Linked DNA regions of Gossypium hirsutum: region 2 is linked to region 1. A link is a contact called in public Hi-C data. All regions are on one chromosome and are shown on one strand. The core of a region is the stretch at or near the end of the contact, and the rest is flanking DNA. Distances in the headings are between cores, read along the strand shown.

The links. A called contact is a pair of places that touch in the nucleus more often than the background predicts.
Region 2: a contact with region 1 is called in a Hi-C map of leaf, with 2.6 times the contacts expected there. The contact joins two enhancer-like sites. A contact is called at or near these places in 6 of 34 Hi-C or Micro-C datasets (hypocotyl, leaf and petal).

What each region holds. Positions count from the first base shown.
Region 1 is chrA12:28,575,233-28,578,996 of Gossypium_hirsutum_v2.1, reverse strand. No RefSeq gene overlaps it. Among protein-coding and RNA genes, the nearest start is that of LOC121211797, 40 kb to the left of the region's middle. Within about 2 kb of position 1,701, at least 7 of the 9 cell types and tissues checked have an H3K27ac peak or open chromatin away from gene starts, as enhancers often do. A contact at or near this core is called in leaf, where this site is marked.
Region 2 is chrA12:28,682,506-28,686,269 of Gossypium_hirsutum_v2.1, reverse strand. No RefSeq gene overlaps it. Among protein-coding and RNA genes, the nearest start is that of LOC121211797, 68 kb to the right of the region's middle. Within about 2 kb of position 1,634, at least 2 of the 9 cell types and tissues checked have an H3K27ac peak or open chromatin away from gene starts, as enhancers often do. A contact at or near this core is called in leaf, where this site is marked.

The DNA of each region.
Region 1 (3,764 bases), core at 452-2,951:
AAGCCTATATTTTGGGCCCGACAGCCTGAGCTCAATGAATAGACCTAAATTTTTAGTTGAGCCCGGCCCGTTAGCACCTCTAGTGTGGAAGGACCAAATTGGTTGACGGAATACAAGTTTAAAGACTAATTAGATCCAAAAAATTTAAGGACTAACTAGATACAAATGGATATGTTCAGGGGCATATTATATATTATTCCTAAATTAACTAGTTTTACGTATTTTAAACAGAAATTTGTGTTTAGAATTGAAATAGAAGATGTCGAATCCTCTTTGTGGTGACAATGGGGATGGTTCGTGTTCTGTTGGTGATCGGAATACTAAAAAGGTGCGGTTTAAAGAGACAGATTCAAGATCGGATCCAGAGATGGTTGTTGATTCGAATCCTTTGTCGTCGTTTTCCTAGAAAGAGAAGCTTTTCGGTAAAAGATTGCATGATCAAAAAGGGGGAGTAAAGTGGTCAGTCTTGAAACGGATGATGATTTTGCATTTTCTTGATGGAGATATCAAAAGGTCATCTATTAACGGAGTTCCATCGATTGAGTTTTTGGATCGGGTTAATCAACTTTTAATTAAAGAAATGTCTACCTCACTGGTGCTTAAGTTATTGGGGCAAAACATTGGATTTGCAGCACTCCAAAATCAGATTTATGGATTACGGAAGCCTTCCATGTCATCCCAATTGATGGATATTAAGAACAGATATTTCCTGGTTAAATTCCAGAATTCAGAGGATTATGAGAAGCTTTTAACCCAAGGACCATGGATCATGTACGGTCAATATCTGACTGTATAACCCTAGACAACAGAGTTCAATCTCGCACAACCTTACCCAAATGTGGTAATGACCTTGATCAAATTCCCGGGTCTTCCAGGACATTTGTACAAAAAGAGAATACTGTGGGAAATTAGTGGAATGGTTGGCAAGAATGCAAAATTGGATTTCAATACGGATAGCAAAGCGAGAGGAAAATATGCTCGTATGGCTGTTTACATTAATCTGGGAAAACCTTTGCTTTCACAGGTCCTAATTAATGGAAATATTCAACGCATCGAATATGAATCGTTACCGGTGGTTTGTTTCTCTTGTGGGCGGTACGGTCATTTTAAGGAAGCTTGTACATGGGCGAAAGAGGTTGTGACTAATCCGGTCGGAAAAGATTTAATGGCAGATATGACTATGGCGGATGCTGGTACTGTGGTGGATGAAGGGCCATTTGGACCTTGGATGATAATGGAGTGAAAAATCAGGAGACAACCAAGAGAATCTCGTAAACTTAGAAAGAATAGACTAGGAGAGGATTTCTCGGGATCCCGATTTAAGGCATTGACCTAGATTGAAGAGGAAGATGATGATACTGCTTTGGAAAAGGATAGGTCGACGAGATCCAAAAATAAGGGAAAGGAAATTTTGGAAAACTTTGCTCAAGAAGATTTGGTTATAAAGAAATGTCTACCTCAGTGGAGGCTTTCATCAGGTAAGTCGCGGCACCTTTAGCAAGCCAGGCTAATACAGGCCTAACGGATCAAATAAAGTTTCAAGAGTTGAGTGAGATATTTCAAAGGCAGTTTGGATTGGAAAACCAGCGACGGACCCATCTAAAAATTATTTGCCAGCAACCGGTGTTGGACAGGGGTCTTTGGTACAAGCCGCTGCTGTTGTGACAAACCCAAACAACAAGTGTAATGATATAGGGCATAATCCAATGGCCCAGGACATTGACTCCCAACTTCAATCAGTTTGTTAGTGGAGTAATCACGCATACTAGCCTTCCTAAAGGCGTTACCACCCATTTTAATCGGACGTTTTGATGGGTTCTGGTCTTTCTAATGCTAGGGGTGTTGTGCGGGATGAAAATGGGGATTAGATTTTTAGATATAACTGACATTTGGGGAAATGTTCAGTTTTTTACGTTGAATTATTAAGTATTTTGAATGGCCTCAATCTCGTCCAATGAAGAAAACATTATAGGGTGATAATCTAATTTGATAGTTTGGAGGCAATTAGAGAGGTTCAAGATAGTGTATCGATTATTTCGAATTTTGCTTTAATCAGGAGGATCCAATGCTTTTGTCTCATGAAGATCAATGACTTTTAAAACATATACTTAGGGAACACAACCATGCTGCAGATGCTTTAGCCAAATTGACTTTCGGAAGAAAGAAAGACTTGTAGATACTTGATTTTCTTACTAGGAATTTTCAAGTAATCCTAAAAACAGATAGACCAAATGACTTGCAGATACTTGATTTTCTTACTAGGAATTTTCAAGTAATCCTAGAAATAGATAGAGCTAAAAATTTTTATTTCAGAATGTATCCATGTAACTAATTGTTTATTTTGCTCTACTCACCAAAAAAAAATATGTGTTTAAAATTTAAAGGGAAGTTATGTACTTACATGAATGCTTTTATTGATGGAATTTGTTGTTTTTCTTCTATTCTTTTTTCCTCTAATTATGCAAATAATTTAAACATATTTCTTCATACTATAATTAATATAACATATAATGTTTAATGCACAGTCGATGTATTAGTTTTATTCGCTATTAATAAACAAGATTAAACCAGCTCATAAATGACTAAAATAATAAAGTAATTGAATACTTATAAATAAATATTGATAAGTTTATTTAATTGTATTTAAAAATTTTAATTATTTCTCAACTTCTCCCCTATATATTGACTTACCAAAACTTTTCTAAATTAGGCTTAGGGATTTTATAAAATTATTTGATTGATTTTCGATCACCAAATAATTAGAATTATTTTTGAGATTTTTTCTTATCTCGCTCTCGTACATATATAAACTGAGTTTTGGGATTGTTTTTAGTCAATTTAGAATTATTTTAGCCATATTTTTGCTCCATTAAGTATGCTAGAGGATAACCTTACAGATTGAAGACTATTGTAATAAAAAATATATTGTTGGCAAGAACAACCGTTAAGAATAGAAAACTGAAATTTCATAGATGAAGAATTTATTCACTACCGATTTGAGAGTAGGGAAAAAAACTTATTAGTATTTATTTATATATAAGTCCTTAAATACTTTATTATTTTATTCATTGACGAGGTAATTTAATGCATCAAATACTATTCCTATAACATAATTAATGTTAAAATGTTTTCTCATACTATAATTAATATAAACATGCTTTCTTATTATATAATTAAAGAAGTTGTGTGTGTCAAAAAAATTAAGGAAGTTGTTATATGTCCAAAAAATTCTATGAGGATCCATCTAGGAATTTGAATTTATATTTTAATTATTATATAAATGATAAGAATTAGATAAATTAGTTGAAATTCGATCTAACATTAGATAAATATAAAAAATATGGATTTGTCAAATTAAAAAATATTTTAAAAATTTAAAATTTATTACTAAATAGCCTTTTAACAAATCCATAAATTTAAGAAATAATCATAAATGTTATATTTTTAAGTAGTTTACTACTCAATTTACACTATTTTCTAAATTCAAATTCTAGTTCAGAAACGTTAGCTTAAGAATTTGTCCAAAAGCTATATAATTGCATGAATACACTTGTTGATAAATTTGATGATTTTCCATCCATTTTTTCCTTTTCGTTGTCTAATTATTGTTTAAATATTTTTTCATAATATAATTAATATAAATCCACCTAATTATTGTAAAAATGTATCTAATAATATAATTAATATGAAAATATTTCCAAAAAAAAGAGTAAATTTTGAACTTCATAATCACATCATATATTATTTGTAAAAAAATAATTATA
Region 2 (3,764 bases), core at 385-2,884, 110 kb before region 1:
ATTCTTAAAACATCAGAAAAAGTGGTAATGAGTTACAAATTCTCAAATTCAAATTCAAATTCAAATCCTAACTTAAAAATAATTATATTGAATATATTAATTAAGGGATCAATAATAAAAATATTTAGATTGCAAGGATAAACTATGATTACGGGTAAAATGATAATAAAATTGAAAGGTAAAATTGATAAAAAAAAATAGCGTTCTGTAAGAATAGTATTATTTTTTAACAATTTTATTATACGTTCTGATTATATTTGCACTTTTTGGCACTATACCTAGAATTACTCATAGTCACTCCTTAACTTATAAATAGGAAGATAATGCTTTTCAGCGCACTTTAACCCACGTTCTCTTGCATTGACAATAATACCTGTGTCAATCGATCTAAGACTCAATCGACTACAATAATATTATCTTACATAAGGAAGAGGTGGTAATAAAATTACACCTATATTTCATAATTTTAGTACTATTGAAAATATAATATTATTGATTCAAAATAATCTTTTAAGATTTAAAAAGGTAAATGTCATTCTAAAAAATGTCATTCTAAAATCTTACATTACTTTGAAAATATGAAATTTCTTAAACCAAACACCTTAAAATAAAATAAAAAAAAACTACAAAAAGAAACTTAACAACTTTTTTTATTTGAAATTAGTTAATTATTTGAATCAGATTCAATAATAGTTTAGGTTACTTAACCAATAGTGTTTGGATCATACCTAGCAAAATAGGATAAGTTCCAGTTCTATCAGTTTATACAAATGAAATATTATAATTGTTTCAGACATCCGGCCAAAACCAAATTGATCTTTCCATTTCAGTAATACCAATAAAATGATATAAGAAGAAATGCTGGCATTGTAATCTTTGAAATGTTACAATCTTTTATACAATCATTGGCTAATCTGCAGAAAAGAAAAGGTCAAAAGCAGCTGGCTTCAAATTCCCCTTGATTTGGACTGATACCCAAGGAAATGGAAGGATCAGCGCTTATCTCTTAGGAATTTGCAAACAAAATTCGGCTTGGATTGCCTTCATGAAAGAGAAATGTTCACATTACAAAGAAAATCACAACATATTCAACAAACAAACATTAAATCTGATTAATAATTTCTTATTACTTAAAAAGTTATTTAAGAGTGACGTTATTTATTTTATCTAAATTAAGTTTGAGTCAAAAAATCTGACGGTCAAACTTCAATCTAATTAAAATTTAAATCAATTTTATTTGAACCGAATGAATCAGTTAATTGAACTGAGAATCAGTTAAAATATTAATCTGAAAAATAATCGATCTTAACATCATCCAACAATTTTAAGATGAAAGTGGCATGAAAAAATAGTAGCAGTAGAAGAAGTAGATGGAGGGAGACTTGGTGGGTCCATCCGCCAAATAAAGCAGAAGAAAGCGACCCTTTTCCCGACTATAAGAAGCAGCAAGTCACCCATGGGAAGAATGCAGGCAATATCTCAAAGATTCGGATTTGTGGGGCCATTTAAGAAGGCGACTTGGATTACCTGTGTTTCTATCCGAAAGGAAAATGATGGACAGCTGTTGGGGTATTTCTAAGCAAAAATGGTGATCATCATCAGCCACTGCCTGCTGTCAACTAACTTTATCGCCATCGTTTTTCTACAAAATTCAATATGTATTTCGGCTAATGGATGGTTACGTCAATTGTACGATGTGAATCAACTCAAGCCCCCACTTTATATTTGGATGATAAATATAAAAGCTCCACCTTCTCCACATTTATCTACCATTCCTTAATGAACGGTTCATTTTTGTTCACGCCATTATATTACCGAATTTTCTTTTTCTCGTCTGGATAAATATTTAAACTTGAATATCGGCATGATTGGGTCACCGTTGAATTGGTATAAAAATAATCCTTTTCACTAAAAAATTTAGGTCTTGTTTATTATTCTTATGGATGTGAAAAAGAAAAATAGTTTCTCATCCTAATGCTGAACAGTCAAATTTTATTTTGTCCAAAGAACAAAAAAAACACCAACCCAATCCAGCTTTTGGCTTTTATAAATATTCATTTAAGTTTAAAATTATAAGTTTGTACTCTCATAATTTAAGATATTAATTACGTAAAAATATATAAAATTTATATTAATTACTTAAAAATATTTAAAATTTATTTCATATATGATGATAAAATTAACTATCATTTTTAGTTATTTTTACTATAATTTAAATTAAATATTTGTTAATACCAAAACAATCAACCTTTCAGAGAGGAGTATTGTTTAAGAAAAAAGAGGTAAAAGTACTATGATGCCATTAAATCAAAAGTCGGATTGTATTTTGTTATTTCTACTAACAAATAAACAAATTAACCCCATTGTACGCTAGAAAAATTGCAATTTCCATCTATGTTTTAAAAAATTGGGCTTCTGTCAAAATTATCATTCATTTCTACTTTTAAGTGAAAACAAAATCGATGGAGTAACTAAGCAATGATATGTGGTGTACCACATGTACCTTATGTTGACGTGACAAATGCTAAGATAGCAAATACTTAAAAATATTTAAAATCTTAAAAATAAATAAAAGTTTATAATAATTATTTAAAAAATCATATAGAGGATGAATTAGGACAAAGAATCATCTTGAATGTGACTTTTGAAATAATTTAAAAATTGTAGAAAATTATTTAGAAAATATAAAAATATTATAAAATAATTAAAAGTGATTAAAACAACATCCAAAATAAATGATTGTCCAGATTCAAATAAATTTGGACAATTATTTATCCAAGTTCATTTTAGAGTGATTTCTTAAATAAATATTAAATGATTACAAAAAATCGTATAAAACTATAAAAAATTACTTAGAGATGATTAAGAGTAATAAGAAATTACAAATAATTATTAAAATTTAAAAATTAAATAAAAAATTATTATGTAAGGTCACTATTGTACGTGTAATATAAGTGTAACACTCGATTTTGGGCCTAGTTGAAATAGTGATTTCGAGACCACAAATTCGATATAAGAAAATTTATTTTTATTATATTTTTATGGTCTAAGATTTCACGAAATGATTTTTTGAAATTTTTGTTTCAAAATTTTGACGTTTGGGCGCTCAATTTAGTCAAAAGGACTAAATCGTAAAAAGTGTAAAAGTTGATTTCTACATGCTAGAGGTGTCCAATTGTTATGAAATTTTAAATTGGAGGTCCTTATATGGTAATTATATCATTTATTTTTTTTGGACAAAAATGGACATGAAATAGGTGAAATAGAATATTTTTAAGTTAGGGGCATTTTGGTCATTTTGTAACAGCTCAATTTTGGGCCTAGTCAGAATAGTGGTTTCGAGACCACAAATCTGAAGTCAGAGAAATTATTTTGGAATTATTTTATGTGTTATGGCATAATTATACGAGTGCATAAAAATTTTGGTGGATTAATTTTAGCGATTGCATGCTTAATTGTGAAAAAGGACTAAATAGCATAAAGTGCAAAAGTCATATTTTGATAGCTAAGGGTGTAAAATAGCTAGAGAACCAAAATTGGGGGTCTTTAAAGGGCAAATAGACCCTTAAAATAGTGGTGGCCGGCCATAAGGATAAAAGGGATAAGAAAGTCAAAGTTAGGTGGCCTAAATTGATTAAAATAAAACCTAAGAAAAAGGCTATCATCTTTTTGTTTTGCTCCTTCTTCTCCACTGATTTTCATCCAAGAAAATGGCCATGGAAGCTTGAAAAATTTCAGCAACTTAAAGCCTTTGCAAGTAAGTG